3 separate regions of the Lactuca sativa genome follow, and regions 1 and 3 are each linked to region 2. The links are chromatin contacts, called in public Hi-C maps. All regions are on one chromosome and are shown on one strand. The core of a region is the stretch at or near the end of the contact, and the rest is flanking DNA. Distances in the headings are between cores, read along the strand shown.

Region 1 (2,716 bases), core at 99-2,598, 170 kb after region 2:
AATTTGACAGGTCATGGATCCATCGATTATGGCTTTAATCGAACCCATTGGTACCTTCCTTCCATTGGAACATCTTTCACGATATCATAGTTGTACCTGATGAACAGTAAAAACGAAAATTAGTTGGAAATAATGATTGTACTCCAAATTCTACAATGCGCATGTGGAGGAGTAGTGGAGGTGGGTGGTGGAGGTGTATCATGAACAAACCGCCATAGCTACTTACTTTTCTGTGAAACGTTTCTGTTCGTACTTTTCCGCTTCCGAGAAAAATTCTTCAAGCTCAGCCGGAGAAGGAGACTTTTCCGGTGGTGGTTTACGACCGGAAGTAGCTTCGTTTGCAGCTGCGGTCTTCTTCTTATTCTTTGGAGTAGATGTGGATAATGACTCCATTTCTTCTGATTCTAATGAAACCACGCTTGATGCAGATGTCTCTCTACTGTAAATTGACAAACATAACACAAAAATTTAGTGGTGTGGAGTTTTCTACAAATAGACAAATCCGAAACGATGGAACTGATAAAAATTGTTGAAACAGAATCATAATTGAGAATTTGACCTGAAACCGTCGTTACTGGACATGAAGATTTCGGTTTCGGAAAGACATTCCGCCTGTAAATGAACATTCAATCGGATTAATTAAGATGTAACAAACACAAATTCATTACTCGAGAAAAAAAATAATCGATGTATTTACTAGAATTTTGAATTTTAATTCATACCTTCAGATCTGGTCTCGAATCATCATTGATAGAGCAGATAAACGACGAAACATGATCAGAAACACCGGACTCCGCCGTCAAAACAACATTCTCATGGAAATTGAAGCCAATTTCACTTCGAGACTGAAACTGAAGCTGAAAAACATTCTCCTGAGCTTGAGAATCCAATCTTCTTCTCTTACCGGTGCCGGAGCTCGAAACATCTGTATCTCTACTCCGCCGCACGTCTCCATGGGAATTTGGAACCTCCATTGTGGAAACCTCTTCAGTGCTTTCACATCCGCTTGTGCACGTTTCCTCAATCATAATTCACACATACAAATTGCTGTATATTCTTTAGATGAATCAAACTGAAAAAACCAACATCTTTTCTCTCTTTAAAGCTGAATAGACAAAGTGAAAAGACTGGAGTGGAAATAAAGGTAAGGTTGGACATGATCGGACGGTGTGAAATTTAATAAGTCGGTTGTTTTCTAATATAAAAGTTATTGTATAAAATTGAAGTTGTTATATTGAAAATATGCTTTTCATATTTCTAATAATAAAGTTATTGTCGTTAATATAATTTTTTGATCACAATGTTCAAAAAAGAATATTATCTGATTGTGTAGGTTTAAGTGTTTATAATGGTTATGAGGAAGGTGTGCAATGAATGAAATTTTCAGGTGAGATGCAATGAATTGGTACAATCACAGTTAAAGTTAGATACATTTATATAGAGGCAACTAACATATTAAACAATGATATTAATGAAATAAATATCCTACTTTTGGGAGAGTTGATCATTCAGTAATCGCATTCACAAGAAGGTTACAGGCATTTACAAATATATATATATATATATATATATATATATATATATATATATATATATATATATATATATATATATATATATATATATATATATATATATATATAGGGCCGGTCTATTGTTTTTTACTATCCGGGACGAGATAAAAAAATTCTGCCCTTATATGTGTACCATACAATAACAAAAACATATAATCAAACAAATGTAGTAATTTCTAATATAAAAAATGCAGTAATTTTTTATGATCAAACAAATAATACAAATAAAATATACAAAAAATCACCTAAAATGGTGTCTTCGCGCAATTTTTAAAGCGAAAGCATCTCTTATTTTACAATAATCAATATTTTTTAAAAAATCACTTTCAATACTTAAAATTGCTAATCCATTCAATCTTTCTTGAGTCATGGTACTTCGGAGATACGATTTCAAAAGCTTCAATTTTGAAAAACTTCTTTCCGCGGAAGCAACCGTAACCGGCACCGTCAATAATATCCTATATGCAACCAACACATTAGGGAACATATCCATTCTTCTTGCATACTCCATTATTTGAATAGATGTCCAAGGACTTCGACTTTTGTATGCTTCATCCGGCAACATTTTCTGCAAAAGTTTTAATTCAATGAATAAACCATCTCCATTAATATCATAATCTTCACCATTTTTCAAATTGGACTCAAGATTTAAACAACATTTCTTTAATTCATCATCAACTAAAAAAACTAATTTGGAACCATCAAACAAAAAACCAAATATCGATTCAAAATATTGCATTGTTCAAATCTACTTTTCAATTGAACAAGAGCCATATCAACAAGAATAAAAAAATAATCCCTTTTAAATACTTCTTGAGAAGATTGGTGTTCTCTTTCGGTATTTGGAATTTCATCAAAATGTTGTTTTCTTTTTTTATTGCGTTTTTGAGGAAATTCGGGTTTAACTTTAACACTATTTGCTATTTCTTTTGCTTCACTAATAGCAAAGTCAAACCCACTTTCCCTATATCCTTCAAAATAATTAATTAACCCCTCTAAATTTTTTACAGCAACATCAAGAAGCATTTCGTTGGATTGTAACTTTTTGCTTACCAAATTAATTTTGTACAAAATATCATACCATATAACTAAACTTAAAATAAATTCAAAACTAGAAAATTCACCAATTTACTAGTGAATCA
Region 2 (2,700 bases), core at 59-2,558:
TAACATATGTATAATGATTAGATATGAATAATTTAATATATTTAAATTAAGTTTAATGATATTTACCTGAAGAAGCTTATACATACAAGCTTGTGAGCCACCGGAAAATGATGCAAGGACTAAAGGACATGGTCTAGATCTTAAATCCTACATTCACAAATAGGCATATATTTATTTAAATTTAGTACTTTAATTTTGGAATTCTCAATTGGAAAATGTTAAGAGAAATATTAGAGTTTACATATTTTAATGGATGATAACTGACCTCTAAAAGCTCATTGAGGATGGAAAAAGCAAGTGCTGTGGCTTTCTCAGGAAAAAATCTGTAAATATCATGTGAAATCAGGAATTTAAAATAATTGTTGAACTAGATATATATAATTTCAAACATCCACTTTGTTTATGGCTAATTTGTATCAAGTGTAAGTGTAAATCTAAAGGGGATAAAGACATCGTTGCATCATATGCATAAGTATGTGATAGATGCCTACAAAGAACTATTTTTTTATCCTAAAAGATCAATCAAGCAACAAGATATTTCACAATTGCTATGATGCTCTTATCCCTAAAATCTGAGGAATGATCAAACCCTTTTTTGATGTCGCTTAATAGTCTTATATTCAAATTATTCATCAAATTTCGCGCAAAATAAAGGCGAATTACTTGGATCCTTTGAATCTCCCAGCATGTGTTCTTTATACTTTTAACATTCCAGAATATATGAAAGCCCCAATCAAAACCTACAGTTTTATAGCTTATATATTATAACAAGATACTCAACTTTTAGCTTGCCCCACAACACAGTACTCGAAGAACAATTTCAGAACGTTTTCGACAGTTTAAATACTTAAACAGATGTACCATATCACATACAGAACTCCTAATTGAGTACAGATGAACTTACGGGTTGAGAAAATCGGAAAGAACAACAAGAGAGTTCCAACCAATAGACGAATACAGATCGACATAATTCTTCAAGCGACACTCGTCAAGCGAACCCCAAGCAAAAATTACAACGATTCCTTCGAGTTTCGATGCAGATGACGTCTCCTCCTCATTTCGAACCCAATAAAAGGTTCCTCCACCTCCGCTACTCAACATAACTTTAGGCGTTATCCCCCCCGCTCAAACCCTAATCAGTTTTTTTCACAAACACGATGATTACTGAAGATGAAATCAGAGAAAAAGGCGAGTTAGTTCTGGTGGTGGTGGTGGATCGTTGAGGACCTGTTGGATGTGGTTTTCACGAGGAGATTGTATCTTATTGGGAGTGGGGTCCAGCAGCCGATCATGGTGATGCGGCAATGTGATCGCTTGGCGGAAACGTGTTTTGGGTTTTTATTTTTTCCCCTTTTCTTGCATAAACAATATAGTCCAATTATGTCATAAAACATTAAAATGTTAAATAGAATTATTCATAAAATAGAGATAATTATTTTTTAGGAATTTTATATAATACGGATAATCGAGAAATTTCACTTGCTAATTCGTAGATTTGTTTTTTGTACCAAAAGATTTTATATATATATATATATATATATATATATATATATATATATATATATATATATATATATATATATATATATATATATATATGGGTAAAGTGAATATACCTAACAACCTTATATAAGCTTAGGTACCTAACTCCATAATACTACATCGGTTTGTATCATATTTACATTGTAATTGCCTAAGGTTTTTAAACTTCAACCTCATAACTTGATTACTTCCAAAATCTTTGGACTTTCAACAATATCTTTATTTTACATCACGTCTTTCTATTGAATACCACCTGATGGGCTTCATATCCTACCGCTACAAATGAAAGGATGTAGGAGAAATATAATGATGAATTTCGAATTTTTTTTAAGTGAATCAAGTTTAGGGATGAAGTTTAAGAACCTTAGATGATTGCAATGAAAATTTAATGCAAAATGACGTAGTTTGATGAAGTTAGGTACCTAAGCTTATATAAGGTTGTTAGGTATATTCACTTTACCCTATATATATATATATATATATATATATATATATATATATATATATATATATATATATATATATATATATATATATATATCCCAGTAGTTCTTTTGTCATGTGTCACCATGTTAGGCATTGTAATTAATACCATAACACTTGTCAATCTATTGACGCTTGTCAATCTATTAATTCTCCATTTCAATTTCAAATTTCAAAATTTAAATCGCAATTTAATTACATTAAATTAATAATATTAGAATAAAATAAAGTAAAATTTATACAAATTAAAAGATTATATATTTTACGTATTTATTTGAATCAACGATTATAATTTTATATAACTAAAAAAATATCTTTTAATTAATAAGTTATTTAAAATTATTAATTAATAGTTTTGAGTTTTTACTTAGAAAGTTTAATTAATTTTCTAACCGTGGTTCCCACGGGTTATAAACTAGTATATATATATATATATATATATATATATATATATATATATATATATATATATATATATATATATATATATATATATATATATATATATATATATATATATATATATTACCATTCCTTCCTCATGCAAAATTGTTGATAATGTCACGAAACAATTACCGTAAATACGTGTGGCTCATTTCCCAAAATGGTTCATTTAAATTTGTAAGTAATCCTCCTTTCTCATTCATCGATAAAAAGATAAGGATCAAAAGATAA
Region 3 (2,700 bases), core at 22-2,521, 140 kb after region 2:
GCTAATAAACCAAATTCAATTTTTTACATAAAAGTAAATCTATAAGACACAAAAAACTAAGGTTGGAATAAATTTGTGAGAAAAATTTAAAACTTAGAAGTGTAAATATGAAAAACAATAAGCAACATTATGTAGATGGTATAACAAGCTGGAGTTGACGTATGATTTCGTAGTAGCTGTTGTCGATGACACATTTTATTTATTTAGTGGTGTAATAATAAAAAATGCGTCCGAAAAAGAAAATAGGGGTTGTCGGTGCCATATGAGCACCATAGTGGAACCGCCTCTGATAACAAGTCGTGAGAGGAATTTCATAGTTATTTATGTTTTGATTTTATATAAAATAGAAAAATTAAGAAAAATAACTATTATAAATGAGTTTTTTTAACTAGTTTTTTAGTTTTTGAAAATATAATCATTTTCTTCTTGAATGATTTATTGTAGACAAATATTTAATTCCAAAGTATTTTTGCGAAAAGTTTTTCAAAAAAATATTTTTGTTTATATCTAAACTCTTTATTTCAAAATATTTAATATTATCGGTTTTTAGTTAAATATTTGATTTCAAGCCATATTCTAATATATATTTTATATTTATTATGTTTGTTTAATTTTATATAAAATATATTTTTTTTCTCAAAGTTTCGAAACTGTTCATCGGATTTCAATTTTTTTCTTAAAATTATGAAAAAAAAATTTGAACTCTGAAATTTTAGTTCTTGAATATCAATTCGAAATTTATTTTTTGTTGGAAAATATATTTTTCTCTATCTAAAATCCTCTATTTCAGACTTGATGGTTATTTTTCCAAAAAAACCTTTTTTGGGTTATTTTATTCAAATAAATTTTATATTATGGTTAAATTACTCAATTTCCCTAGTTGGTTATTTCAACACAATTAGAACAACATATTTTTCAAAAACAATGTTAATTGTAAAACAAATAATTGTTTTGAAGAAAAACTTTAATGTGTTTTTAAGCAGAAATATTATTTTAATGTTAAATTGTGTAAAAATTTCAGTATATATAAATGTGTATAATAAACGTAATTTGTTACACGTTAAAGTTGTTAAACACCGAAAGAGTTGTTGGAAACTGGTTATACCAACTATTGTCGATAAAAAAAAATATTATTTTTAAACAGAATTTTAATGTTAAAGCACAAAATAATAATAATAATAATAATAATAATAATAATAATAAATAAAATAAAATAAATGAATATATACACATAATTTGTTACCCGACTCATTAATTTTTGAACCATCCAATCATGTCGACTCTTACTTATATTTCCACTCTTTCTTTTCCCTTTCTCTATTCTCAAGTTGCCTTAAAGAGGGAGAGAAAGAGGTTCGTTTTTTCAGTTTGAATATACAGCATTTTGTATGTGTGAATTATGATCGAGGAAACGTGTATAAGCGGATGTGAAAGCACAGAAGAGGTTTCAGCAATGGAGGTTCCAAATTCCGATGGAGAAGTCCGGCGGAGTAGAGATACAGATGTTACAAGCTCCGGCACCGGTAAGAGAAGAAGATTGGATTCTCAAGATCAGGAGAGTGGTTTCCAGCTTCGGTTTCGGTCTCGACGTGAGATTGACGAAAATTTCCATGAGAATGTTGTTTTGACGGCGGTGTCTGGTGTTTCTGATCATGTTTCGTCGTTTATGTGCTCTATTATTGACGATTCCAGACCAGATCTGAAGGTTTGAATTCAAAATTCCAGTAAATACAACGCTTGTTTTTTTCCTAGAAGCTGGTGAATTTGCTGTAGATCTTAACTAATCCGAATCGATGTTCATAATTACAGGCGGAGTGTCTTTCCGAAACAGAAATCTTCATGTTCAGTAACGACGGTCTCAGGTAAAATCAATTAATCACTCTCAATTATGATTCTGTTTCAATTTTGATCAGTTCTACCGTTTCGTTTTTTGTCTATTTACTAAAATTTTTGTTTTCATGTTTGTTAATTTACAGTAGAGAGACATCTGCATCAAGTGTGGTTTCCTTGGAATCAGAAGAAATGGAGTCGTTATCCACATCTACTCCAAAGAAGAAGAAGAAGACCGGAGCCGCAAACGAAGCTACTTCCGGTCGTAAACCACCACCGGAAAAGTCTCCTTCTCCGGCCGAGCTTGAAGAATTTTTCTCAGAAGCGGAAAAGTACGAAAAGAAACGTTTCACAGAAAAGTAAGTAGCTATGGCGATTTGTTCATGATACACATACACCAATCTTAACGTGAACCTCCACTATTCCTCCACATGCGCATTGTAGAATTTGGAGTACAATCAATATCTCCAACTAATTTTCGTTTTTACTGTTCATCAGGTACAACTATGATATCGTGAAAGATGTTCCAATGGAAGGAAGGTACCAATGGGTTCGATTAAAGCCATAATCAATGGATCCATCAGCTGTCAAATCGAAAGACATATCATCTAGTTCTTGATTATTCCCTTCTTCTACTAATTTCGAATTCTAATTTCTGTAACTATTTTCCCTTTTTGGGTTTCTGTTATGACAACAATCTAGGCTTTATCTCGTAATCTAACCTCTCTTCTTTCATTTCTCCATCGTTAGAAGCTTCTTCTTCTGCAACATAACTATTAACAAACAATTCTACACTCTCTCTCTTCTGCAACTGTAATTTTGTGGGGCATATATGGGACAATTCCTTGCAGCCTGCTACAAATCCGGGTA

What was found. Hi-C and Micro-C count contacts between places; a contact is called where the count stands out from the background.
Region 1: a contact with region 2 is called in a Hi-C map of leaf, with 6 times the contacts expected there. The contact joins the promoter of LOC111895722 here to the promoter of LOC111895637 in region 2. A contact is called at or near these places in 3 of 4 Hi-C or Micro-C datasets (leaf and seed).
Region 3: a Hi-C map of leaf shows a contact between it and region 2, with 6 times the contacts expected there. The contact joins the promoter of LOC111895665 here to the promoter of LOC111895637 in region 2. A contact is called at or near these places in 2 of 4 Hi-C or Micro-C datasets (bud and leaf).

Annotation. Positions count from the first base shown.
Region 1 is chr7:158,493,623-158,496,338 of Lsat_Salinas_v11, forward strand. It overlaps LOC111895722 (cyclin-dependent kinase inhibitor 7), which reads right to left and starts at 1,349. Exons shown (of 4, transcript XM_023891794.3): 1 at 723-1,349; 2 at 560-612; 3 at 227-439; 4 at 1-96. The coding sequence starts at 1,028. The coding sequence ends at 27. It overlaps LOC111895610 (a long non-coding RNA gene), which reads right to left. Exons shown (of 3, transcript XR_008225270.1): 3 at 1,728-2,716.
Region 2 is chr7:158,323,914-158,326,613 of Lsat_Salinas_v11, forward strand. It overlaps LOC111895637, which reads right to left and starts at 1,309. Exons shown (of 7, transcript XM_023891715.3): 1 at 905-1,309; 2 at 266-323; 3 at 67-147. The coding sequence starts at 1,101.
Region 3 is chr7:158,459,686-158,462,385 of Lsat_Salinas_v11, forward strand. LOC111895665 (cyclin-dependent kinase inhibitor 7) reads left to right here and starts at 1,272. Exons shown (of 4, transcript XM_023891742.2): 1 at 1,272-1,705; 2 at 1,810-1,862; 3 at 1,980-2,189; 4 at 2,329-2,565. The coding sequence starts at 1,400. The coding sequence ends at 2,398.